Regions from separate parts of the Mus musculus genome. Here all the other regions are linked to region 6. Evidence: chromatin contacts called from public ChIA-PET, HiChIP or PLAC-seq and promoter capture Hi-C data. All regions are on one chromosome and are shown on one strand. The core of a region is the stretch at or near the end of the contact, and the rest is flanking DNA. Distances in the headings are between cores, read along the strand shown. Region 1 overlaps Pltp (phospholipid transfer protein). Region 2 holds the start of Mmp9 (matrix metallopeptidase 9). Region 3 holds the start of Slc12a5 (solute carrier family 12, member 5). Region 4 holds the start of Ncoa5 (nuclear receptor coactivator 5). Region 5 holds the start of Zswim1 (zinc finger SWIM-type containing 1). Region 6 holds the start of Elmo2 (engulfment and cell motility 2). Region 7 holds the start of Pcif1 (PDX1 C-terminal inhibiting factor 1).

Region 1 (3,654 bases), core at 690-3,189, 480 kb before region 6:
CAGTAGGCACCCTGCCTTCTATTCATCTCCCTATAATAAAATACTAATAAAAGTCCCCGCTGTGGTCCAACATTTCATTCTTCAAATTTGTGAAATAAGAACCTGAAGCTGCCAGGCCTGGTGGGTGTGCTTTTTGCACATAAATCTCTATGAATTTGAGGCCAGCCTGGTCTACATAGGAGCTCCAGCCATCTAGCACTACAGAGTGAGACTACGTCTAAAAAAAAAAAAAAAAACAAGCCCTGAAAATTATGGGCTCAGGATGGCCCCCCCTACTTCTAAGCACATGTTGAGCAAAAGAAAAGGCCTCAATCCAATTCAAAGACACCCCAGTAATTCCTGATTTCCTGGCCAGGGACTGAAGGGGGAGTAATCCAGCTGGGAGCGACCTCACCTGATGTCCCAGATGTCAAAAACGCTGGAAGGCAGAGTGGGTTCATCACTCGAAGGCCAGAGAAGAGAACGTCCACTAAGCTAATTGTGGATAGATGCTTGTCTGAGCCTGTTAAGGATGCTAATGGGCTTTGATTCAGATTTTTTTGGGGTTTGTTGTTTGTTTGTTTGTTTGTTTGTTTTTTTGAGACAGGGTTTCTCTGTGTAGTCCTGGCTGTCCTGGAACTCACTTTGTAGACCAGGCTGGCCTTGAACTCAGAAATCTGCCTGCCTCTGCCTCCCAAGTGCTGGGATTAAAGGCGTGCGCCACCATGCCCAGCTTGTTGGTTTTTTGTTTTGTTTTGTTTTTGTCTCTTGAAGCAGGGTCTCTCTGTGCAGCCCTGGCTGTTCTGAAACGTACTATGTAAACCAGGCTGGCCTCGAACTCACAGAGATCCACCAGCCTCTGCCTCTCAAATGCTGGGATAAAAGGCGTGTGCCACCACTGACCATCTTGATGAACGTGCCCTACTTTCAGCCTTATTCTGGTTCTCTGCCTAGGGCTTGGACTGCTAAGTTCTATAAACGCTGCTTGTTCCCACTGGGAGGGAATTGTTTCCTCCACTCAAGGGTCCCTGGTCCCTTTCTCGTCTTCCCTTCCCTATCACATCACTAACCAACCATCAGTCAAGGACCCTCACTACACCCCGATGCTAAACAAACAGAGCTACTGATCACTCTCCAGGTCCCATCTAAATGGGGCCCACTGGAGGGGTACTCCAACTGCCACACCTGACAACTTACTCAGTTCCAAGGAGCCAGACTGATGGCTCCCAAATTCCTTCCCTAAAGGCACTTACCCCTTGGGGTAGGAAGGGATGAGAAGGTAGAAACAGGCCAGGTGGAACAGAAACACACACACACACACACACACATACACACACACACACACACACACACACACACACTGCCCCAGCAGTGAGTAAGTCCTAGCTGGGGGCAGGAACACCAGGAGCTGCTCGATTCCTGCTTCCTGGTTATCTGTCACTCCTGCCTTGAAGCTATACTTGAGGAGACTGAAAACAAAATGGCTCCTGGACACCTCATGGGTGAGCCACCCTGACCGACCAGCTCCTTCCTCTCTCCTCACCCTGGTCTCGGCCACCAGTCCTGTAAAAAGGCCTCAGACTAGCAGCTAGACAGTACTGTACTTCCAGGGTCCCATCCTATTAGCCGGGAATGCCTTACTCTTTCTCTTAAATTCCCTAAAATAAAATACTTTTTTGAGACAGGATTTCTCTGAGTAGCCTTGATTCTTCTGGTGTGTACAGCAGGCTGGCCTCACTCAGTGAGTGCTGGGAATAAAGGCGCTCACCACTACCACCCAGCCCAGCTAAAATACTTATTTCTGAACTCAAAATGAAAAAAAAAAATTAAAAAAATTGAAATTAACATACCCACAAATTCAACCATAATTAAAAATAGCAGTTACGGGCTGAAGAGATGGCTCAGTGGTTAAGAGCACTAGCGGTTCCTCCAGAGGATGTGGGTTCAGTTCCCAGCAACCATATGACAGCTCACAGCTGTCTATTCTCCAAGTGCGGGGTATCTGACACTCTCCTCACACATTCAATACATGCACGCAAAGCCACCCACACACAGAAAAGAAAATAAACCTTTAAAAGAAAAAGAGAGCCGGGCGGTGGTGGCACACGCCTTTAATCCCAGCACTTGGGAGGTAAAGGCAGGCAGATTTCTGAGTTTGAGGCCGGCCTGGTCTACAGAGTGAGTTCCAGGACAGCCAGGGCTACACAGAGAAACCCTGTCTCAAAAACCAAAATAAATTAAAAAAAAGAAAAAAGAAAAAGAGAAAAAGAAGCATTTGTGCCTTCAATTCCACCATTTTGGGGCAGAGGCAAGAGGACTTCTGTGACTTTAAAGTCAGCCTAGTCTACAGAGTTAGTTCCAGAACAGCCAGGGCTACATAAAGAAACCTTGCCTCAAACAAACAATCAGCATTGTCAGGCCTACAAGATGGCTCAGCAGGTAAGGGAGCTTGCGGCCAATCCTGAGGATCCTAGTTTGATCCCCAGGATCCTAGATGGGAGGGGAGAATCAACTCTTGCAAGCTGTCCTCTAACCTCCACATGTGTACTACACACACACACACACACACACACACACACACATCTCCCAATGGATGTTTGAAGATTATATGTCCCACACATGGGACACCATTTTCAATAATGAACTTGAACATCCTGAGATTGTGGTGACCAAGGAGGGCTTGGATTCCATCCCCCTCAGAAACCGAAAGAAGACTATTAGCAGCTGACTCACAGGGGCAGGGGCAGGGGCTGGGGCAGGCAGGAGACAGGCAAGGCGTAAGCAAGTCCCTGGCGTAAGGACTTCTGGGGAGCTACAGAGATGCAGAATGCAGTTAGGAAAGTAGAGCTGGGGCTAGAGAAGTGGCTCAGAGGTTAAGAGCACTGGCTGCTCTTTCAGAGGTCCTGAGTTCAATTCCCAGCACCTACATGGTGACTCACAACCATCTGTAATGGGGTCCAGTGCCCTCTTCTGGTGCATCTGAAGACAGCTACAGTGCACTCACATACACAAAATAAATTAATTAATCTTGAAAAAAAATCTTTAAAGAAATAGAAAGGTAGGACTCTACCTCCGATCTAGGAGGCTGAACCTAACCCTGCAGTGGACGCAGGAGTCACCGCAGGTCAGAGTGACCTTTCAGAGCCGTGCTCAGCCCCAAAGACGAGGGAAACCCATCAGCAGTCAGAGGTCACAGGCACTAACACAGGCAGCTCACCCGGAATTCCATATCCAGGTTGCCGTTGGAGACCACAGGATCCTTCAGAAGGGAGTAATCGATGCCCACGAGATCATCCACAGAACTGCGCACTGCGGGAAGGGGCTCGGGTCAGTCCAAGCTGGGTGGCATTGGGCCCAGTGCTTAACCTCTCTGTGCCTTTCATTCATAAGTAGTGACACGCCCCTCACAGAGGTCTTACGAAGATCAAATTGGCTTTCCATGGGAAGCAGCTAGAGCCTGGTGTGCTGTAGGGGCTCAATCAGGAGGCCATGGTTAGCTCCATCTACTACTAAGACTACTGTAAGGTTTTCATCAAATCACTAAGCAAGACTGAAAAGGAGGGGCTGGCGAAATGGCTTCGTCAGGTAAAGGAGCTTGCCTCCAAAACTGTGCTGCCCAAGTTCAATCCCCAGAACTCATAGGAAGGAGACAATCGACTCCACAGTGTTGTCCTC
Region 2 (3,628 bases), core at 342-2,841, 380 kb before region 6:
TCCCTGCACACACACATATGCACACACACACACAAACACACACACAAACACACACACACAAACACACACACACACACACACACACACGCACACACACACACTAAAACAAATTAACAAACAAAAACAAGGACTAGGAACAGCTCAGTTGTAGAGTACTTGCCTAGCATGTGTGAGACCCTAGAGGCTTGGGCATACACACACACACACACTCATACACAGACACAGACTCACATATGGACACACACACAGTCTCACACATATGGGATAGCAATATATAGGAGAGTTTTGTAGAGAGCGTATCACAACGTCCAACACAATAAATCAAAAAAGTGAATGATCACTGCGGCCTGGAGGTGAAATGCCTTGCCCAAGGTGGTTGGGAAATGACGAGGTTGGGAAATGGTAGACCCAGAACTGCAATTCAGTGCTGGAGCTCACCAGTGAGAAGCATCTAAGAGAAGCTTGGGAGAACACCCAGCTCTCTCTCTCCGGCTCACAGGTCTGTTCGTTGGGAAGCACATGAAGGTCTGGGCACACAGGAGGCTTAGTCAGAACAGCTTGCTGAAGACAGATCAAGGCCCTGCTCCACCATGGTGGCAGGCGAGGAGGATGGAAGGCCGGGGGCTGCCGGCTGTTGGCAAGACTGTGCCAAAGCTTTCCTGAGTGGAGCAGGGCAGGGCTGGAGGAGGGGAAGGGTCCATGACGATCTCACAGCTCGGGAGAGGAAGGTGTTTGCCCCATCCAGGTCACCCCAAGGCTTAGAGCCAAGACCCCAGTCTCCTAATTTCCAATCACAAACCTGACACCATCAACTGAGGTCTCGTGAACACTGCTGAAAGTGGTTTTTCTGTGTTTCGAGAGTCTCATTTTATCCTCAGATCAATATAGGGACAAAGGCTTGAGCGACAAAGGGTCTGTTTTTGTTCTTTAAACAGAAGAGGAAGGATAGTGCTAGCCTGAGAAGGATGAAGCTTCTGCTTGCTCCCACATGTGTGTGTCCCCCCGCCCCCCAGGCTCATCTTTCCTTCCCCAAGGAGTCAGCCTGCTGGAGCTAGGGGTTTGCCCCATGGAATTCCCCAAATCCTGCCTCAAAGAGCCTGCTCCCAGAGGCCAGGAGAGGAAGCTGAGTCAAAGACTCTATCAGGGGGCGGGGATGAGAGGATAGAACCTACAGTGTGGGGATGGGCTCCAGGCTGCACTCTGGCCAGGGAGGGGGTGTCTCAGAAGCCCAAGGAAGAGGGGTCTCGGGCCTCAGGTCTCCCAGTCTTTTACTGGGCTGATCAGTCAGGGCCGTCAGACCTAGGGCTAGGTGAATGCCCCATCCTGCACACCCTCCTTCCCTTTCCCACAAAGTCTGCAGTTTGCAGAAACTAAACCCTGAGTTCTGTGGTTTCCTGTGGGTCTGGGGGTCCTGCCTGACTTGGCAATGGGGGACTGTGGGCAGGGCATAAGGGAGGGGGTAGTGTAAACACACACACACACACACACACACACACACACACACACACACACACACACACGCTGAGTCAGCATAAGCCTGGAGGGGAGGGGCGGGGTCACTGATTCCGTTTTACTGCCTCTTTAAAATCTCTGCAAAGGCAGCGTTAGCCAGAAGCTGCGGTCCTCACCATGAGTCCCTGGCAGCCCCTGCTCCTGGCTCTCCTGGCTTTCGGCTGCAGCTCTGCTGCCCCTTACCAGCGCCAGCCGACTTTTGTGGTCTTCCCCAAAGACCTGAAAACCTCCAACCTCACGGACACCCAGCTGGCAGAGGTAGACAGATGGCTCGGTGGATAGCTGAGAAGGGCTGGTCAGGAAGATGTCCCCCTCTCCCAAGGAATGGGGCCTCAGATATGCTTTCTGGATTTGGGGGTGATGGGCATGTCTGCCAGGGTTAGGCAGTAGGGGGTAGGTGGTCTGGAGGCTCTGGGCAGATTCGGGTCTGTTGGAGGGACAGATTGGGTTCGGCTTCGAAGGGTTGTGACATGGCGCAGGTTGGCAGTGAACAGTTAAACTCTAGTGGGGCTGAGGGGTAGGCATGGTTTATATCATCTGAGGTCGAGGTGTGATGCTGTCCTCAGGATAGGGGAATTCTAGCTGTGTAGGAAGAACTGGTGTCCTGGCCGTAGAGTCCCTAAGCATGTGGCCCAGAGGTCCAGAGCCAAGGTGCCAGAACTCTGTGATGTCTCTGCCCCTTCCTCCATCCACAGGCATACTTGTACCGCTATGGTTACACCCGGGCCGCCCAGATGATGGGAGAGAAGCAGTCTCTACGGCCGGCTTTGCTGATGCTTCAGAAGCAGCTCTCCCTGCCCCAGACTGGTGAGCTGGACAGCCAGACACTAAAGGCCATTCGAACACCACGCTGTGGTGTCCCAGACGTGGGTCGATTCCAAACCTTCAAAGGCCTCAAGTGGGACCATCATAACATCACATACTGGTGAGATGTCGGGCTAGAAGCAGGTGCCTGGGTGGGACTGGAGGCCAGTTTGCACCTCCGGTTAGCTGAACACAAGGGATCCTTAGCAATACAAGTTCCGAGAGAGGCTGCAGCCCTGTGTGTTTTGAAGCGATCGTGGTGTAGCTGCTGCCCCGCCCACCCCCATTTGTAATCCGTGCATGCCCGATCCCCCATCGACGCTGGCTTTTCACCTCCAGGATCCAAAACTACTCTGAAGACTTGCCGCGAGACATGATCGATGACGCCTTCGCGCGCGCCTTCGCGGTGTGGGGCGAGGTGGCACCCCTCACCTTCACCCGCGTGTACGGACCCGAAGCGGACATTGTCATCCAGTTTGGTGTCGCGGGTGAGAATTCCCGGGCTGGGCAGGCTATGGGAGGGACGACCACGGACAGAGTAGAAGGGACAGCAGATCTGTCCGCTCTTATGCCTGCCCCACAATCCCTAGTCGCTGCTTCCACAAATGACCTCCCCCAACCCCCAGCGGCTTTGGAGTCGCAGTCACCTCTTCTCAAAGTCTGGTGCGCTGCTCAGCGGGAGACACAGTCGCTTTCAGTCTCTTGCCCTTAAAGAGAGCAAAGTGTTGCTGATTGAGTCCCTTCCTCTCCGATGGCCTCTTGCAGAGCACGGAGACGGGTATCCCTTCGACGGCAAGGACGGCCTTCTGGCACACGCCTTTCCCCCTGGCGCCGGCGTTCAGGGAGATGCCCATTTCGACGACGACGAGTTGTGGTCGCTGGGCAAAGGCGTCGGTGAGATCCTGAGCCTTCCAGTATCCGCCCCATCCCCACCCCTGTCCCAACTCCCTTCTCTTACACTGGTGTGTGGCCAGACGCCCTGACTCTAGCCTCCTTTCTACAGTGATCCCCACTTACTATGGAAACTCAAATGGTGCCCCATGTCACTTTCCCTTCACCTTCGAGGGACGCTCCTATTCGGCCTGCACCACAGACGGCCGCAACGACGGCACGCCTTGGTGTAGCACAACAGCTGACTACGATAAGGACGGCAAATTTGGTTTCTGCCCTAGTGAGAGTGAGTATGCGCTGGGGGTGGGGAGCGGGGCGCCGCCTTGAAGGTTCCAGAATCTTCTTTCCCAGTCTCTCTTTGCCATCAGTGGTGTGGCTACTCGCCCTCTCCCTGGGTCTGGTCCCCTCTGTGAAATGAGAC
Region 3 (3,622 bases), core at 536-3,035, 360 kb before region 6:
GACTCTGGGACAGCCAAGGGTATCAAGTACTTACACCTTCTTAAATTGTTTTTGTTATTGTGTATGTGTGCAAATGACTTGCAAGAGTCAGTTCTCATCTTTAATGGTATGGGTCCTAAGGTCTGAACTTGGCTTGTCAGGTTTGGTTGTGTCTTATTACTGAGCTAACACTATCTGCCAAATGCTCACATCTTGTCTGAATGTTAATTCTCCATCGTAACAGATTATCTGGGTGTCCTCAAAACCAAACGGCGTAGGCACCTTGTTGGCAAATCCCTTAGAAGCACCTTTGAGTCCATCGAAGAAGACCCCACTGTTGGCTTAGTCTGAAACCACTGACAGATTCCATAGAGCCAGCTTGTCTGCCGACTCTGTCCAAGGTCCTGAAAATGCCTGCCTATTAAGAGTATCTCGCAGACACGGGAGGCTTACTGCTCCAGCCAAGGGGTCGCCTCTAGTCCTGCATTTTTCTAACCTGGGCACAGAAGGGGAAAAGCCCATCCCAGACTCAAACTCTGCTGATTTTTTTCCCCTGGAGCAGAGAATCAGAGGCAGCTGGTAGTGTAGATATGATTGTATTCTTGTCTCTTTCATTGGAGGCAAGATCAATTTAAAAAGAGGTTCTATTGAGAAGAGACCTAAGTTGGAGTAAATAGAAATGGGTTCTAGACTGAATTCTGCTACTCATTGGCTTTGTGTGCCTAGGCAGTCATTTTCTCTCTTGGGTGCTTAGTTTTTTTGTTTTTGTTTTTTTCATTTACGAAATGAAAGCTATACGTTAGATAAGATGAACAGTTCTGTCCTACAATTCTCCAGGGATTTTTGAGGACTCAAGCTGGGAACCAGGGTGACTGTATAGCTATTTCCTCTTTCCATTGCTAGTATGTTTAGATCTAGATGCAAAGGGTCTAAACCTCAAATGTCACTTTCTGAAGCATCTCCACCATTGGCCCAAGTCTGGCTTCGGGGTCCCAGGGTAATCAAGCTCCTGGGGGGGGTGCTGGTTTCAGAAGAGGAGGACAGGAGAGCATGTCCGGCCTGGAAGCCTCAGAAAGCAATCCTGGATTAGAGGATTAGACATTCCCGCCCCAGGAGAAAATCTGGTCCCCAACCGGCAGGTGGCCTCATTCTCCCCTTCCCCCACTCAGTTCCTGGCCAGCTTGGGGCCAGCATACCCTCCCTAGAGGCTGCACCATCTCGGGTGGGAAGGAAGTGCTACAGGACCCCAGTGCTCCCTGTTCCTCGCTGCATTTCATCCATAGATCATTCCACAGGAGAAATCCCCTTGTCTGTGGTGTGGACTCCAGGGTCTTGTCTTGGGGTTAGGATTCTGAGACTCCAACCAGCCCGAGCACCATGAGAGAGTTCTCTACAACTCCTCTAGTGGCAGCCACCGATTTAAAAACAGAATGGGCCAAACAGACCCATTGACCTGAGTCCCCTCGGGGCAGCACAGTGCCCCATTGATGGGGGCCTAGGCCCCATCTTTCTCCTAGGCTTCAGGCGCTAGGACACCGATCTGGGAAAAGGTCTGGTTCTCTTTCCTCCAGGCCTTACCTCACCAGTTTGGTAGACAGCTCCCTGGGGCCCTTACATTCCACAGCGCCCGCCCCTGCCACCTCAGTCCCCCACATCTTTCTCTCAGGGGTCACCGCAGACCCTCAGTCAGGCAGCCGCTGCGGGGCCGCCTCCCCACGGCCGCGACCTAGTTCCCTGCCGTTATTTTTAGGGCGCGGGATGGCACCTGCCCACGTGCCGGGCCCCGCCTGCGCCAGAGTGGGGGGGGGGGCTGCGTCTGCTCTAGGGAAGCGAGGGCCGCGTCCCCCGCAGCATCCCCTCCATACCACCCGCGCAAGCCCCCAGTTTTCCCGTGAGGGGGCCACCGGAGCTCTCTGCCCGCCTCTCTGCCCTTCCCTCCCTCCCTCCGGTCCCCCCCTCCAAAGAAAACCCGCCAGTGGCTCACGCCTCCTGCATACGGGATGAGGTGAGCAGCGCCGCTACTGAGAGGGGGCGCGCGCGGGTGTGAGCGTGTGTCCGTGTGCGAGTGTGTGTGCGCCGGGCGGGCGGGCACTGCAGCTTCTTCCTCCGTGGAGCGGAGAGCAAGCGAGAGAGCTCGAGCAAGCGAGCGAGCGGAGAAGGCGGGCAGAGGGGCGCGGGCGAAGCGGCGCAGCCATCCCGAGCCCGGCGCCGCGCAGCCACCATGCTCAACAACCTGACGGACTGCGAGGACGGCGATGGGGGAGCCAACCCCGGTAAGCAGTGGTCCGGGGGCGGCGGGGGAGGGGGCAGCGAGGAGGAGGAGGAGAAGGAGGAGAAGGAGAAGGAGGAGGGCAGCTTCGGAGTGGGGGGCAGAGCCGGGGCCGCCTCCTGCAGAGAACAGCCTGGGGCTGACCGGGGCGGCGGATGCCGGAGGCTGCAGGGAGGCTAGCTCCATTGGAATGCGCTAGGCGCTGTCCACGGTTCTGGAATGCGCCGCGCTCCGAGGCAGATTCGGAACTGGGGGTTGGAATGATCCACGGCCTGGGGGCAGACTTGGATTAGCTAAACCGGAGAGGCCGTGGGAAGGGGATGAAATAGCTAGAACAGGGCTGACGTGCTGTTCGACGTGCAGGAGGGAGGCTCCTTTCCCGGAGAGGGGACCGGGGCGTCCTGGCGCAGAGCAGGGACCAGCAGCTTCTAGGGGCGCAGTCTGCTGCAGTTCCTCGCTTTGAGTTTCCAGCTAAAAGGTGGGGGGGGGGGGTTGTGATGGCTCTGGGGTTTGGAGGCATATGATAGCTCTCGTCTGGGCTGCAGTGTCTCCTTAAGGGGACACTTGGTGCAACCAGAACCCCCTCCCCCAAGGCTTCCTGAAGTCCTTATCTCAACCTGAAGCTACCACTTCTGTGGGTTTTTCTGGTCTACTTTGCCGATTTCCTCTTCCTCTCGGTTCTCCGTGGGTTCCTATTCAGGACAGGAAGCAAGATCCTATTCTTCGCTCTTTTCCCCCCTTCTCTTGGTACCCTAGGGCGACAGTGTGGTTTTCAGGGCGGGGCAGGGGGGGAAGTCTTTATAGTTAGCTCTCTTAGCTATCCTGGTGAAGCCTCAGAAACGGGGTCTTAGTGGCTGACTCCCCACCGCTGTGGCGACACTGCGGACTCGCTGCGGTGGGTGCAAAGACTTGCCAGGAGCTAAGGGGCTCTGGAGCAAATCCGTGTGCTGTTCCGTTTCTCCGTCACCCTTTACTGCCGTTTCTCTGCTCCGAGGTCTTGGGGCCAGCCACCCCCTCGGGCTCCCAGGCCCCTCGCTGCCCCCCAGCGGTCTCAGCCATCCATCACGGCTGTCAGCCGCCCCCAGCCCCCACCCTTAAGCGGCGCTGCGTCCCCTGCGCACTAGCGCATCTCCAGTGCCTGCTGTCTGCGCTCAGCGCCTTCAAACGCTCCCCCAGGCTTTGCTTGACCCTCTGGGCCGAGATTCCCCTGGAGATGGTCCAAGACCCCAAGAGCTAAAAGCATGAGCTCACAGACATTAGCAGGTTCGACTCTGAGGTCTTTGATTTTGGATCACAGTCAGGCCCAACTAGAGGCGTGGGAAGGCTGGGGGCACCAGAGTCCCTGATCCTTTGTCCGAGATATCCCCTTCCCAT
Region 4 (3,538 bases), core at 946-3,445, 290 kb before region 6:
AGACAACATTTGTCACGTGGGGAGTCAAAACCTGAAGAAAACTGAAGGGCACATTCCAAAGGTTTCCTTTTTGTAAAAGGTTTTCCATTCTTAAATGCACAGGTGAATTCAGTTCTCACAGTGCAGGAAGCTTTTAAAGGCACTGCCATCTGCAGGCCGCAGGCATGGAATGCCTGGAATAGTTATTTACAATAAAGTTTCAGAGCAAAGCATTGTTTATTTAGCTTGGGGCACTGGTAGATGAGGCTCCACTTGCTGATGTTCGGAAATGGGACTTCCAAGTCAAATCAAATTTCCCTTGCTTCTTTGTACATTATTGCTCCTGAGAAGTTTGGGACCAATGGATGATCTTATGTTTAGTTCTATTCTGTGCTCAACCTGAGGTCAGCCCCCCAAAATACAGACTTCTTGTCATACAGCCCTTGGTGCTGGGGTATCTGGAATGGTCCAAGTTGGCTTTTCTGAATTTCCTTTCAGAAAATAAAGTAAATCTGCTCTCACACTTTTTAAAAACTGAATTTATGATCAGATAGCTAATGGGACATGAAACTGCTGATATCTAGAAAAATACCTTCCATTTAGTCTTGCAATGTGGTTGTTTTGCTAGCACATTATACAAGGAGAAGCAGTCTCCTATGTTTCGGTAGAGACTAATGCATGTCTAGGGGCTCAAAAAATATATGAAAGAGGAAAGACGAGCTAAATGGAAGAGACAAACCAAAAGGAAGGCAGGCATGCACGCTAACCATCAGTCAAGTGGTCTCCAATCCCCACAAGGCAAAACTAGAGCCTTGTTCCAAAATGTTGATACAAAGTTGCTTTTTCACACTCAGACAGATACAAGTTTAAGTGTTCTGTGGTCAAAAGCCACATCAGGGTTTGCAGAAGCATCCTTTCATGAACTTTCAAGGTGGCTACCACACCACAATACTGTAAGAAAGCGAGGAAACACACCCAGTACATCTGAGGGATGGTTCTTGCAGCTCCTGAGATTAGCGCTTCTAAAGGACAACCTTTTACAATGAGAAAGCTCAGAATATTTATCATCACCCTGAAGATCCCGGGACACCCCGGGACATTGCAATGGGAGCTGGAATGCCGCAGGGGGAAAAATTCCATATACAGTGAAAGACATAACATGACAATTAACCCCGTACTCCAAGGGCAGCGGTTCCCAAAGCCTGGAGCGCACAACTTCAGGAGGAACAAGGACACAAGTGTTTATTTTAATAGACAGGTATTTATTTTTTTTATGAGCGTTAGAGAAATAACTGGCTTTCCATTATACCGTTTGGGGTTCAAAATTTCCGCCTTAAACAAATGCATTTAAGGAGGGAGGGTCAGAGTCAGTTTAAAGAAAAACATTTAACATTTGGTATCTAGTACAGATGTAGGCGGACTTGTAAAGGTGCAGCGCGAGGGACGGAAGCTGGGGAGACGTGGTCCTAAGCAAAGCCCCTGACCCGCTACCGGGGTGCGGGAAGGGCCCTGGGAAGCCAGTAGGTTCCGGCGCCGTGTCCGTACGAACCTCCGGCACAATTTCTCTCGCCCGGTTCTCCGGGCCTAGGGTCCACGTCCATAGAATGGGCGAGCTGTCACACAAGTTGACATCTCGAGAATACGCCCAGGGCGACAGCGCTCCCTAGGCTGCTTGGCGCCTGGACACCGCCGCCGAGACCGGTATCCTGGACCCGGGTTCGAAGCCCTCCAGTGCCACTGACTCACAAGAGCTCCCCTCGCCCACCAAAGCCCCGGGCGAGCGACTTCACAGACTCTCGAGTGCAGGGCGTGCTCGATCCTACAAAGAAGCCTCAGCAGCTTGCGACCGAAACGGGCCGCGGTGCCCACCTCAGCGCACGGTCAGTCGCTCGCTCGCCTACTTGGGTCCGCCAGACTCGGGTCTGGGCCGGACCGGACCGGACCGGACCGGAGCCGGAGGCAGCCGCGCCCCGCTCCGGGGCATGCGCAGCCTCGCGCGTGCCCGGAGAGCAGGCCGCGCGTCGAACGGGCCCTCCCGCCTCAGCGTCCCCGTCGCCCCCCCAACCGCCTGCCCATCAGTACTACGCCTCGGCGGACGGCCACCGCTCCCCGGCACTCACCGCTACCGGCGTGGCCGCCTCCCCGCCGCTCCTCCGCCTCAGGCCCGCCGCTGCCGCCTCGGCCTCTGCCCACCTGCCCGCCGTAGGACAAAGGCGCCACCAACCGACTAGCGCGGGCACGAGGCAATGGCGGCCGGGGCGGAGTGTGGAGGTAGGGGCAGAGGGCGCGCACGCAGCGGCGGCCGCGGCAGTGTCGTAAAGAGCCTGCGGGTTTACGGCAGGGCTGAGCTGAGGCGTCCATCTCCTTGGCGACGGGGGCGAGGCGGTGGTTCTGGGGCGGCGGTTGAGAACGCCAGCGGTTGCCTAGTAACGGGGTCTCAGTGGAGGACCCGCTCCACGCCTGCGCCCCGCGCAGGACTGCTGTCTGGCTTTTCCCTTTTCCAGATCCCCTTTCCTCATCCATAACTGTGTAACAAGAACAAGTCCCCCAGTACTTTCATCCCTGTAAAACTTAAAGCCCCGAAAGGCCAAGCATTTGTAGATGGAAAATGTGCAGTGCCCAAACCTGATCACAAGGAACAAAGAGAGCAGAGAGGTGAAGAAAAAGCTGGGTTTAAATTTGCATTTAAATACATTGTGGATCCTATTAGTTGCCTAGCTGTCTCTAGGAGCCAAGAGGCTCCTGGAGATATATTACGGTTTTTTTCTTGAGATATTTCTTTGAGAAATATTCAAGGTCAAAAATTGACTTCAACGTTACTGTCGACCACGAAGCATGTAAAAAAGGTGTGGGTCCCCCCTCCCCCCTTTTAATCTAGAGTTTGTCACAGGGACTGGAATTTACAGTTGTAAATGCTCTCCATGAATCAAAGCTCCGGCTACATGAATCGCCTCGTGCCTCAAATGCCGTAGGGCCTCGTCTTCCTCCTGAACAATACAGGCCAACTAAACTGGTGACTGTGGGATTTGAACACTGTGAGAAGCCCAGTTTCTTTAAACATCGGATCCTATATTCATTCTGCTAGTTGACTCACTGTTTCTTGTACATTTGCTACAAAGACCTCAAAGCGTGGCTGGTAAGGTGATTCTGGGGACAAAAGTGTGTGCTGCCTAGTCTGATGACCTGAGTTCAACCCCATGTACACACACACACACACACACACAGACACAGACACACACACACACACACACACACGCACGCATTAAAACACAAAAGCCATCTGGTATGTCACTGTATATATATATATATATTTGTTTGTATTTCGAGACAGGGTTTCTCTGTGTAGCCTTGGGAACTCACTCTGTAGACCAGGCTGGCCTCGAACTCAGAAATTCGCCTGCCTCTGCCTCCCAAGTGCTGGGATTAAAGGCGTGTGCCACGACGCCCGGTATCACTATACATATTTAATAACAACACTCGGGAGACAGAAGCAGGCAGACAGACCACTGTGCAGTCAAGGCCAGCCTATAAATAAGGAATTGCAGGCCAGCAAGGGAGA
Region 5 (3,344 bases), core at 801-3,300, 500 kb before region 6:
AAATCTCTGTGAGATGTCCCAAGTCCTACTAGATGAGGAACTCTTCAGTTTCCTCCAGGCCCATTGGTTCTCCTGTGAACTGCTGTGGTACATACATGTGAGGAAGGGCCTGCATGCATGTAACACCTACATGGACAGCCTAGACATAGTCACCAGCAAGGTGTCAAGCCTCTTTCGGGAACAGCGGTCTCTGCTGGACTGCATCCTTCACTTTGTGGATTACATAGACTTCTTTAATACCAAAGGTCTGAAGAGCTTGCCCACAAATGCTCCCAAGTTAAGGAGAACTCGGCTCCCAAGCACGCCTCCAAGGCCCAAGAAGCCTTTTAGAATTTGTGGTGGGGGTGACACCAGGCTCCCTGTGGAAGAGGTAGAAGAGACAAAGGCAGACTCAGCACAGTCTCAGTTGCCACAGCCCCAGGATCAGTCCTCCAAGGCTGGCATGCTAGACATCTTGCACCAGAGTGGCTCTGAACTAGCCTACAAGTTGTGTCATAATGAGTGGGAGGTGGTACAGAATTCCACCCACCTGGTAGACGAGGCCGGCTCCTCAGTGGCTGTTCAGCTGCTAGAGAACTCACACCAGGTGAGCAAAGATGGCTGTAGCTGCAGCTGCTCCTTTCAACAGTGCTACCATCTGCCATGCCGCCACATTTTGGCTCTGTTGCATACCAGCCAGCAGCCAGTAGGGGAAGCCATGGTGTGCTGCCGGTGGCAGAAGAAATACCAGCACCTCCTTGACCCCAATGGGGAGCTGCAAGACCGTGGAATCATCCCAAACACAGATCAGCCTGAAAAGCAAGGTCAGAACCACATGATTCGGGACCTAAGCAGGGAGCTGGCAAACCTGCTGATGCAGACCGAGGGGCCAGAGCTGGAGGAGCGCTGCTCCACCCTGCGCAAGATTGTGGACATCTGGGCAGACCCCTATCAGCTGCCTGAGTCCAGTCAGCAGCCAGTTGACTTCAGAGACGTGGGCTGCCTCCCTTTCCTCTGGGGAAAGCTAGAGGAAGCAGACAGCCCCCCTCTTGCTGAAGCCATGGTTCATGATTGAAGTGTTTGTACTAGTGAACCCATCTCAGAACCACCTTGGGACAGTTCAAAGTGGTGGGTCAGACTGTAGGTCAGTATTTTTATCAGTGTCTTCCTAGGTAAGGGCTAAGAAGATCTTAAAACTCGGGGGAGAGGGACTCCACTGTGACAATCCTTTGACCCTGCCTCATTTCAGCCCTACCTTTGGCGTTCTGTAGACACCTTGTTCATTGTTCAAAGCCAAAGTTATTCCATATGAAAGGGCATGCTCCTTTCTTCCCAGCCTACACAGACGAACCCTTGCCCAGGTTAGGATAAACACAATGGGCCCGGAAAGGAGCTTTGTGTCCAGAGACAGAGGGGGAGGAGGGTAGCCCTTGATTGTCAACTGTTGCTGCTCTTTAGAAAATACCTGTTACGTATTTTTATTCACACTAATAAAGTCGGTTTTTGTTTTGTTTCACGTTTGTGTTTTTTGAGACGGGGCCTCATGTAGCCCAGACTAGCGGCCTCAAAACGTTGTCATTTTAAAGGAACCATGAATGTTGTCTAATGGGGTACTTGACATTCAGAGGGTTAGTAATGCACCCCCATACTCTGCCCTCTTCCTACCAACCTATCCTACAACACAGATGGTAGCTTGTCTTGTTCATTCTGTCCTGTCAGGGACCAGGAGGAAAGACCGACCTAAATCCTAGATTTTACTGCAAGCCACTTGCTGGGACGCTGTGGGCAAATTCCTAATTTAAACTTTTTAATTTTATTTTCGAGAGAAGCCTAGCCTGGAACTTGATGTAGACCAGGCTGGCTTCTGCTTCCCCAGTGCTAGGATTAAATACGTGTGACACCACACCCAGCTGTTTAAGACTTGGTCCTACTAGGTTGCCTGAGTTAGCTTCAAATTCTTGATCCTATCTCAGACCCTGAATAACCGGAATTACAAGCCTCAGTTTCTCCACAAGGCAAAGAATGCAGGATTACATTTGCACCTTTTTCCACCATTCTGTATCTACGGAGCTTGACAGCTCGATAGCCGACAAACTAAATGTTGTCCGTATAAAACACTGCTCTTTTTTATTTTTATTTTGGCCTTTAAAAGGTGCCGCCTTTCCAGCCCCCTAGACCGAAGGGAGGCTTCGCCCTCGGGCGGCCTGTTCCGGGCTTGAACATCCTTCCACAAGCTCTCATTGGTGATTTCTGGCCGAGCCTCTGTAACCCTGGCAACAGCCCCGTCCAGGAGCTGCCAGTCCAGGATTGGTCCGTAACTCCCAAGTTCCACAGCGAGCTCCTTTGGTCTGAGTCATTGTGAAGCTGGCGTGGTGATTGGCGAGGCTGGACGTCAGTCAGTCGGAGGCGGGCCCAGTGGGAGGAATGGCTGCCGCGTCTGCCGGTGCGCGAATGGTCTCGGCCGTGGAGGCGTGAAGCCGGGTCTCAGCGACTAGTGCATTCAGCTTCCACCAGTGGAAGGTGGATTTCGGCTCCGCTGGGCTTGAACACGAACCTCAGCCTTCCGCGTCCCCCACCGGTGTTCAGGTGAGGTCAGAGGCCGCCTTCCCTTCCTGATCCATAATTTGGGACTCTATAGGATGCCATCAGGATCTGGAGCCAAAGCTCGGCTTCCAGCTGTTGTAATGATGGACAGATAGCCTATGCTTTCTACCTCAGTCTTTCATGTGTCTTTGAACCTGAGTCTTTCATCGGCGAAATGGGGACAGTGAATGGAGCCAAATGGGAAACATTTGCATAAAGCATTACATCCAATCAGGATATGTGTAGGCGCAGGAGAGGTTACACACATGCTAGCCCCCTTAAAGTGAAAGGAATTGCCGGCCAGTGGTGGCGCATGCCTCTAATCCCAGCACTTGGGAGGCAGAGGCAGGCAGATTTTAGAGTTCGAGGTCCACAGAGTGAGTTCCTGGACAGCCAGGGCTATACAGAGAAACCGTCTCGAAAAAAGCCAAAAGAAAAAAATAAATAAAGTGAAAGGAATCAAGTTTCAGAGAAGGCAATTGGCTTGCTCAATATTTCACAGCAAATTTTGAGCAGTTTTTTTTTCCTGGTATATACCAGGACCAAAGAAAAAGTTGGTAAGAATTATAAGAATTTGTGAACAGAAAGGCCATGCAAATATTTAGAATGATTTTTAAAAAAGAATTAAATGTTGACACATGCCTTATTTGCAGCACTTGGAAGCTGAGGTGAGAGGATTGCTGTGGACAAGTCAGAGCTACACAGCAGAATCCTTCTGTAGAAAAAGAAGGTCCACATGCCATATGGGTTTTTTTGTTTTGTTTTTTGAGACAGAGGGGTAC
Region 6 (3,421 bases), core at 378-2,877:
AAACCCAGGGCAGGTATTTCTTACCTATGTTTGCTCGTGAGCCACCCAGGAAGATATGACCTAGGCACAGAGCGTGTCAGAGTATGCTAAATACTGGTATCATCATTTTTAAAAGCAGTCTAGTCTTCATACCCTGCACCCCAAACTTTCTTGGCACCTCTTAGAAGCAGCATCAAACATAAAAAGAATAACAAGATTCAAGAGCAACAGACAAGCTGGGCATGGTAGAACATGCCCTTAATCAGAGGCCAGCTTGGTCTACAGAGATTGTTCCAGGACAGCCAGGGCTACACAGAGAAACCCCTTCTTGAACCAGCCCTGTCTCTTTTGCTCCAAACGGTAGAATGAATCTGGGCAGGTAAACTCTTTTAGGATCTTTGCTATTTTTAATCTGTAAATGCAAATAATGATAGTCTCCTCAAAAGACCACAACTCGAACTAAACGCCCTCACATTTGCACACTACTGAGCACTTCACAGCCAAGGCAGCCACCCTAGCAATGTGGTTACTGACCGACCACTTGACAAATGGCTGCCGTGCTTCTTCTGAGAAGCAAGAAGTGCTGTCCCAAGAGTGAGGCACACCAGAGCTCAAGAAGTTAGCACACACACACACAAACAGTCAACAACTCCATTAACGTGATTTTACATTGGTTATGTGAATTCCTAATTATAATCTGAAATGTATTAACTAAAGCATGAGTAAATTATTCCACTTACATATTTTACATTCCTGAGATGTGACTGTTAGAAAAGTTTAATTAACAAATGTGACTTGCATTATTTCTCTTTTGGAGAGCCCAGGTTGGCCTAGTGCCCGGCACACAGAAAGCATTCCAAAAGGTGGCTTCCACCCACAACAGATGGGATGTCAGGGGCTGCGGCTGCATCCCCCAGGCAAACTCTAGCCCTTCGTTCATTCATTTAGTAAACATCTATAGTGTCTGGCCTGCTGAGACGCTGTGGGTGCATGGAGCAACATCAGGTAAGGTCTTCTTCCTCCTGGGCATTCCTACCTGCTGGGACAGGCAGACGTCAATCAACACTTTCAAACTGTTGAAAGCTACTGATGTGTAGGGACACCAGAATGTTCAGAGTGTCGCACCAGGGTCAGAACTCGGGACCCCGGAAGCCTTCGGAAGGAAGACTGGGAAGATGAAAAAAAGTTTACTAGACTAGACGTAGGGGCGGCGGACTCTGAGGGTGGCCAGAGCGAGGGATGGAGAAGGAACAGAACCAGGCCGGGAGCAGCCTAAGCCTAGGGAGGGCGGCGAAGGACCAGATCTGCAGGGCCCGGAAAAAGGGGAGGGTGGAAACCAGCACCGGAGCACCCCGGGCATTGCAATGCTGCGGGAAGAAGCGAATGAGAGCGGCCTGGACCGAAGCCGGGCAGTGGAGAAGGAAAGAGGGCCGGTACCGACCGCAGGGGGATTACCGGATCGGCACCGTGCCCGGGCTTGGAGGTCGGGCAGACGCTGCCCTCCGCCTCAACCCCAACCTCGGTCCCCGGCTCCCAACCCTCAACACTCTGTCTCTCTGCCTCGAGCCCCGAGCGTCCCTCACTCACCCGGCACCCGCCGAGGCCCAGCTCCGCGCCCGCGTCCCGCCGCCGCTCCACTGGCCCCGTCTGCCCCGCCCTCCTGAAGCCCCGCCCTGCGAAGGGCGGCCCGGGCTTCTATTGCTCCGCTTTGCTGTCAAGATGAAAAGTCTCGCTTTCACTGGGTTGTTTGTCTGTCAATAAAAGGGAGGCGGGCCTAACTGAGGGCGCGGGCTGGAGCGACGCCGGCTGGCCCCTCCCCTCCGCGGAGGCCTCTTAAAGAGACAGACTACCATTCTTCTGCAGGCTATTGGGTCTAAAGGAACGTGATTTCCCAGCAGACACTAGAGGCTGCTCCCCACCCAAACTTTTTTTCTCTTTTATTTCTGTACACAGCCTCCGGGTGAAGGAGGTTGGAGGGGCGGGGAGGGGGCGCGCTCTGGGTCCTTGAGACCCATTGTTGTAAGGAGCAAGCTATCCTCTGGTGATGCTCACCTGATCCGACTCAACGATGGGAATAGCTGATTTAGGGAACTGAGTGGGAGGTGACAGTCGTGTCAGAGGCTATGAGCAGCCGCGGCTGCTCACTACGGAGATGGAGCTAATTATACCGGCACCCAGGGCTGACCGTGGGCGCTGAGCAGAGGCAGAGGGGTACAGCTCAGCTGTGCTGTTGGTAGGGATCCGTGGGAGGTGGCGTTCGTCACCGCACCTGCGGATCTAACAAGGCCGGGCACAGCGCCAAGGACTCACTCCTGCCATCTCCCTTAAAGCTCACAGCAGGCTGGTAGGGAGGGCTAGTATGCGATCCCCAGTTGCAGAAGAAAAGACTAGGGGTCTTATGGGACCAACTAACTATACAACCGGTGACTATACAGCAAGACGCTATCTCCCTGTTTAACTCCAAATTTTGTTTTTTTTAATCATTTCTCTTAGCAGATCCTTAGGACAATGCCAGAAGACAGACATTTTGTTATCCATTCTGTAGAGACTCGGCTGGCCGCTCAGCAGAGAGATGGAAATAATGGCTACCTTTTACTGTCTTTGAAGCAGTTTTACAGGCACAGTTACATTGACTCCTGCAATTGAATTGAATTGAAGCGGATTCTTATCAGCTGGTGAACAGGATGGTGCCCAGGAAGCAAAGCTCCCCTCCCACAATCACAGTGCTAATAAGGCCTGTGCAGGGGCCGGCCAGTCACACTTCCAATAGGTTCACATACTGCCTGCTTCCAGCCAGTCTCTGTCTTTGTTTTATCGAAAGCCACCCAGGATAAAGCATATGGCCGTGTTCCAAAATAGCTTTACGCTGGAACATAGGGTAGCCACCCTTGTCTGCAGCACCATTCTGGACCCCAGGTCCTTTGCTGCTCTGTGGGAGCCTCATACGACCCTATCAGATTCACATTATTATCTCTTATTGTCCTCCGTAGTCTTGTGAGCATCCTCTTTGTGGTGGGTTGTTTATTTCTTTGTTTGCTGCCTATTTTGAAACAGGGTGTTTGCAGGGACGTTTAAACAGATGTGTCCCCATTTCCCCTCCCCCTAAGGCACCAATGACAAACCAAAGAGTATTCCATTCAGTCAGTCCAACTTGGGGAGCCAGCGAGGGCCTTGATGTCACCTTCAGAACATGGATGTCTGGGTTTGTGTTTCCATTGCTGTGCTAAAACATCACAGCCAAAGGCAACTTGGGGGAGGAAAGGGTTGATTTGGCCTGCACCCCCGAGGTCTACAGCTGAGGGAAATCAGGGCAGGAAGTCAAGGCAACAACCAAGAAGCAGAGGCCAAGAAGAAGCACTCCTTACTGGCTTGCTCCAGGTAGCTTGCTCCAGCACTTTCTTATACAACCCAGGAGTGTCACTGTCCACAGTGGGCTGGGCCC
Region 7 (3,350 bases), core at 608-3,107, 450 kb before region 6:
GGACCTAGAGACAAGGACCACCATGTCCAGCTCTTGTGCACTGCTCTGGTTTTGCTTGAGAGTTCCACTACATTGTGTAGGCCAGGCTGACTGATGTACGACTTAGCCTCCTCCTGCTTCTGCCTTTCCAGTGCTGTTGGGGGTCTCAGGTGTGCACACTCTTGACTCCATTTGCGTTTGTTTGAAAAAGATCAGGTCTGGAACTCCCTATGGAGCTAGGAGTCCTGCGGGTAAAGGAACTATCGCACCTGGCTAGCTTAAAAACCAAACCAAGGGGCTGGTGAGATGGCTCAGTGGGTAAGAGCACCCGACTGCTCTTCCGAAGGTCAGGAGTTCAGATCCCAGCAACCACATGGTGGCTCACAACCATCCGTAACGAGATCTGGCGCCCTCTTCTGGAGTGTCTGAAGACAGCTTCAGTGTACTTACATATAATAAATAAATCTTTAAAAAAAAAAAAAAAAAAAAAACCAAACCAAAAACCAGAACTGGAACAGGGTCAGAGGTTAGGGAAACACTGAGTTACACCCCTAACCAACTCCCCTTTTAAACTTTCCTTTTTTTTTTTTTTTTTTTTTTTCTTCCCGAGACAGGGTTTCTCTGTGTAGCCCTGGCTGTCCTGGAACTCACTCTGTAGTCCAGGCTGGCCTCGAACTCAGAAATCTGCCTGCCTCTGCCTCCCAAGTTAAACTTTCCTTTTTAAAGCAAGTATCTTGTAGCCCTGCTGACCTCTCAAACTAGTGACCCTTTATCAGTCTCCCAAGATTCGAGATGCATGATGGTGTATGCTTTTAATTTCAGCACCCAGCAGGCAGACAGACTGCTGAGTTCCTGGTCTGCCAGGGTTATATAGCAGAACTATCAAAAAACCAAAAGAACAAAAAAATCCCTAAGATGGACACACCTGGGGTCGATGGTCAGGTGTCTGTGGGCAGACTAGACAAGATCCTCCTCCAACTCTTACTAGTTTATATTGTTGACCATTTTTCCTGACCTCCCAACATTCCAGCTCCAAGTTACTGGGCAGCCAGCGCCGACAGCGTCATAGACCTGAGAGGCTGACCAGCTGGGCCATCTGCTACGCTAGTCCAGCAGCAGGTGGCAAACTTGTCCTCCTTTCAAGTTACCTTAACTGGGCAACAGCTTCCTTAGGAGGCCACAAGTGGGTGGAGCTAGGAGCCTAATTCCGGAAGGGAGCCCGACGATGGCCCCTTGCAGAAGCGTCTCCCACTAAGCTGTGTGCAGCCTTCACAACTTTACAACTGCCCAAAGCCACATCTACCCTATTTGCACTCCTCCAAAAGCTACGACTATTCAAGAGCAATTTGTGAGCAGGTTGCTAACGCGCAAAGGTTCGATTTGCACGTCTTCGTCACCTGGCCTCTAGGCAGAGAGAGTTAACATTCCAGGACCCTTAGAGGGCAGAGGCCCCGAGAGGACACCAGCTGGAAGCGGCAGAGCACTGTGCAGGCCAGGACCCAACGTGCAGGGCCTACGTCACCGCTCCGCCTATGTCGGCAACTGAGCCAGAGCCCCCAGAAGACTCTAGACCAGCTTCGTGCCCCCTAAAGTGTCCTAGATCTTCAGCCCCTGCGAATGCGTTCGGCAGGGAAACTGAGGCAGGGGTGTGCGATAGATTCCTTCCTTCCCACCTACGTTTCAAGAATAGCAACGCTGTTTTTCCCCATCCTCAGGACCACAAGGGACCACCCAGATCAACCGGAAAATGGGGAGTTGGGGGCGGGGGGTGGGGGCGAAAGCCATCAAGGTCTGGGGAGCCAGTCAACGTTGCCACACTCAAGATGGCGGCGCGGCCGTGGCGAGGTCCTTCAGAGGCGGTACCGACGCATGCGCAGCGCGGAGTCCCGGCCCGGGACACAAGATGGCGGCAGCGGCGCTGGGGAGGGCGAGGCGGAGGCGGCAAAACGGGCGGTCGAGCAGAACGTGTGGCCGCATCCCCTCGAGTCCGCTTCGGGCAGGTAAGAGCCCCAGGAAGCCACGGTCCCGCTGCGTGCCGCGCCTGGGTCCGGGAGTCCGAAGCAGGACGGCGGAGGCCCCTCCGGCGCTTCCCGCTCGGGGCTGCCGCTCGCCCGGTCTCTTTCGTCGCCGCCATCTTAGAGCCGCGGGTGGGCAGCAGGACTGCCGGCTGGGGTGAGTGCAGTGGGCCCGGAGAGCCCGGGCGGAGCGGCCTCTAGGGTCCCTTCGCTGCTGCCGCTGCCGCCGTCGCCACCGCCTTTGTGTCGGGCTCCGACTCAGAGTCGCCTCAGCCCGGGGGCGGGAGCGCGCGGCAGGGCGGGGGGCGGAGCCCGGGCGAAGGGCCGGCGCGCGCGCGCCAGACTTCCCGCCCCCGCTGGGCTTGCGGGAGGGGCAGGCGGGAGCGCGCTGGGAGCGGGGTGGGGGAGGGTTCCCGTCTGTGCGCCTGCGTGGCTCCGCCCACCAGAGCCGGGGCGTTATGATTGGTACTCTGGTATGTGATCCCGCCCATGTTCCTCCAATCCCGGAATCGGATGCATTTTCTAGTCCGAGTTCCGCTGCTTGCGCAGATACAGTTGTTTGTCTCTAGACTACGCTGCGCTTCTCCGACTTTGGTATGCGTGGGGGTCCGGAAGGCACAGGCTAAGTGAAAACAGTCACTTAATGGGAGCAGCAGCGAGAGTCCACAGAACGCTAGACTACGGTGCAGGGGTCAGATGGTTCTGACGTAGGTGTCAGGACGGCAGCACGGCCTTGAACTTGGGTCTGGCCAACTTCAGAGCTGGCGTTTTGGCCAGAGACCTGCTGCACCTATCTACGCGAGTTTATCTTATTTTTAAAAGACAGGGTCTCTGTGTAGCCCTGGCTATCCTGTAACTCACTATGTGGAACAGGCTGCCCTCGAATTCACAGAAACCCTGTGTCTTTAGTGCTGGGATTAAAGTCGTCTGTCACTACACCTGGCTCTAATGTGTGTGTATGTGGTACTGGGGATATAACCCTAGGTTTCACATATGCCGGGCAGTCAGTGTACTAAGTAGCTTTATTACCAGCACTTAACAAGTTCCAAGTTAACATTTTCAAGCTGTGTAAAGTGCAAAAGTGTGTCATCTTGTCTCCCAGTCCCATCTGGGGTGCGTTTAAAAATAAAATCTTGTCGAGGGTGAAGGCACAGATCTGAAATTCTAGCACTTAAGAGATGGATGGATGACCAAGGCAGGATAGGATGACTAAGGGCGATAATCTTTAACACTCCGATTCCGGCAGGATCATTAGGAGTTTTACGCCAGTTTCAGCTGTGTGAGACCCTGCCCTAAAGTTACAAATTCTTTGGTAGTTCTACCCCTCCTGCTTCTAACTGCAAATAGGTGTCGTTG

The links. Promoter capture Hi-C pulls out the DNA fragments that hold promoters and counts their contacts. ChIA-PET counts read pairs in DNA pulled down with a chosen protein or histone mark. HiChIP or PLAC-seq counts read pairs in DNA pulled down with a chosen protein or histone mark. Capture Hi-C pulls out chosen DNA fragments and counts their contacts.
Region 1: an RNA polymerase II ChIA-PET map of memory CD8 T cells shows a contact between it and region 6, with 7 read pairs. The contact joins the enhancer-like site here to the promoter of Elmo2 in region 6. A contact is called at or near these places in 1 of 484 Hi-C or Micro-C datasets (bone marrow-derived macrophages), 4 of 115 datasets of contacts at active chromatin or transcription factors (acute myeloid leukemia, bone marrow-derived macrophages, embryonic stem cells and 1 more) and 1 of 9 other capture datasets (macrophages).
Region 2: a contact with region 6 is called in a promoter capture Hi-C map of liver, with 2.1 times the contacts expected there. The contact joins the promoter of Mmp9 here to the promoter of Elmo2 in region 6. A contact is called at or near these places in 26 of 39 promoter capture datasets (the 3T3-L1 cell line, 3T3-L1-derived adipocytes, the C10 cell line and 16 more), 3 of 15 datasets of contacts at CTCF or cohesin (the NIH/3T3 cell line, embryonic stem cells and large pre-B cells), 6 of 484 Hi-C or Micro-C datasets (the HPC-7 cell line, Th1 cells, embryonic stem cells and 3 more), 23 of 115 datasets of contacts at active chromatin or transcription factors (the 230-238 cell line, the NIH/3T3 cell line, the SCID.adh cell line and 16 more) and 4 of 9 other capture datasets (adipose tissue, liver, macrophages and 1 more).
Region 3: a contact with region 6 is called in a promoter capture Hi-C map of neural stem cells. The contact joins the promoter of Slc12a5 here to the promoter of Elmo2 in region 6. A contact is called at or near these places in 19 of 39 promoter capture datasets (the C10 cell line, the HPC-7 cell line, HPC-7-derived erythroid cells and 13 more), 5 of 15 datasets of contacts at CTCF or cohesin (the NIH/3T3 cell line, embryonic stem cells, large pre-B cells and 2 more), 10 of 484 Hi-C or Micro-C datasets (the MNK3 cell line, Th1 cells, cortical neurons and 6 more), 23 of 115 datasets of contacts at active chromatin or transcription factors (the 230-238 cell line, SST interneurons, acute myeloid leukemia and 15 more) and 5 of 9 other capture datasets (adipose tissue, embryonic stem cells, liver and 2 more).
Region 4: an H3K27ac HiChIP or PLAC-seq map of embryonic stem cells shows a contact between it and region 6, with 5 times the contacts expected there. The contact joins the promoter of Ncoa5 here to the promoter of Elmo2 in region 6. A contact is called at or near these places in 24 of 39 promoter capture datasets (the 3T3-L1 cell line, 3T3-L1-derived adipocytes, the C10 cell line and 13 more), 1 of 15 datasets of contacts at CTCF or cohesin (the NIH/3T3 cell line), 8 of 484 Hi-C or Micro-C datasets (CD4 T cells, the G1E-ER4 cell line, Th1 cells and 3 more), 24 of 115 datasets of contacts at active chromatin or transcription factors (the 230-238 cell line, the SCID.adh cell line, acute myeloid leukemia and 15 more) and 3 of 9 other capture datasets (adipose tissue, liver and pancreatic islet).
Region 5: a promoter capture Hi-C map of liver shows a contact between it and region 6, with 2.7 times the contacts expected there. The contact joins the promoter of Zswim1 here to the promoter of Elmo2 in region 6. A contact is called at or near these places in 8 of 39 promoter capture datasets (the 3T3-L1 cell line, 3T3-L1-derived adipocytes, cranial neural crest and 5 more), 1 of 15 datasets of contacts at CTCF or cohesin (the NIH/3T3 cell line), 4 of 115 datasets of contacts at active chromatin or transcription factors (acute myeloid leukemia, embryonic stem cells, extraembryonic endoderm stem cells and 1 more) and 3 of 9 other capture datasets (adipose tissue, liver and macrophages).
Region 7: a contact with region 6 is called in an HNF4G HiChIP or PLAC-seq map of pancreatic cancer cells. The contact joins the promoter of Pcif1 here to the promoter of Elmo2 in region 6. A contact is called at or near these places in 13 of 39 promoter capture datasets (the 3T3-L1 cell line, the C10 cell line, HPC-7-derived erythroid cells and 8 more), 2 of 484 Hi-C or Micro-C datasets (bone marrow-derived macrophages and embryonic stem cells), 5 of 115 datasets of contacts at active chromatin or transcription factors (acute myeloid leukemia, bone marrow-derived macrophages, embryonic limb bud and 2 more) and 3 of 9 other capture datasets (adipose tissue, embryonic stem cells and liver).

The regions. Positions count from the first base shown.
Region 1 is chr2:164,848,317-164,851,970 of GRCm38.p6, forward strand. It overlaps Pltp (phospholipid transfer protein), which reads right to left. Exons shown (of 16, transcript NM_011125.2): 8 at 3,197-3,288. Among named protein-coding and RNA genes, the nearest start is that of Pltp, 7.6 kb to the right of the region's middle. Within about 2 kb of position 1,940, at least 42 of the 459 cell types and tissues checked have an H3K27ac peak or open chromatin away from gene starts, as enhancers often do. A contact at or near this core is called in memory CD8 T cells, where this site is marked.
Region 2 is chr2:164,946,628-164,950,255 of GRCm38.p6, forward strand. Mmp9 (matrix metallopeptidase 9) reads left to right here and starts at 1,592. Exons shown (of 13, transcript NM_013599.4): 1 at 1,592-1,770; 2 at 2,208-2,437; 3 at 2,656-2,804; 4 at 3,082-3,210; 5 at 3,320-3,493. The coding sequence starts at 1,630.
Region 3 is chr2:164,966,203-164,969,824 of GRCm38.p6, forward strand. It overlaps Slc12a5 (solute carrier family 12, member 5), which reads left to right and starts at 1,786. Exons shown (of 26, transcript NM_020333.2): 1 at 1,786-2,252. The coding sequence starts at 2,201.
Region 4 is chr2:165,032,584-165,036,121 of GRCm38.p6, forward strand. It overlaps Ncoa5 (nuclear receptor coactivator 5), which reads right to left and starts at 2,196. Exons shown (of 8, transcript NM_144892.1): 1 at 2,100-2,196.
Region 5 is chr2:164,820,636-164,823,979 of GRCm38.p6, forward strand. It overlaps Zswim1 (zinc finger SWIM-type containing 1), which reads left to right and starts at 2,051. Exons shown (of 2, transcript NM_028028.2): 1 at 2,051-2,565. Zswim3 (zinc finger SWIM-type containing 3) reads left to right here. Exons shown (of 2, transcript NM_178375.2): 2 at 1-1,492. The coding sequence ends at 1,054.
Region 6 is chr2:165,324,852-165,328,272 of GRCm38.p6, forward strand. It overlaps Elmo2 (engulfment and cell motility 2), which reads right to left and starts at 1,628. Exons shown (of 21, transcript NM_080287.2): 1 at 1,567-1,628.
Region 7 is chr2:164,877,511-164,880,860 of GRCm38.p6, forward strand. Pcif1 (PDX1 C-terminal inhibiting factor 1) reads left to right here and starts at 1,858. Exons shown (of 17, transcript NM_146129.3): 1 at 1,858-1,979. It overlaps 4930445K14Rik (a long non-coding RNA gene), which reads right to left. Exons shown (of 2, transcript XR_003953757.1): 2 at 1-2,531.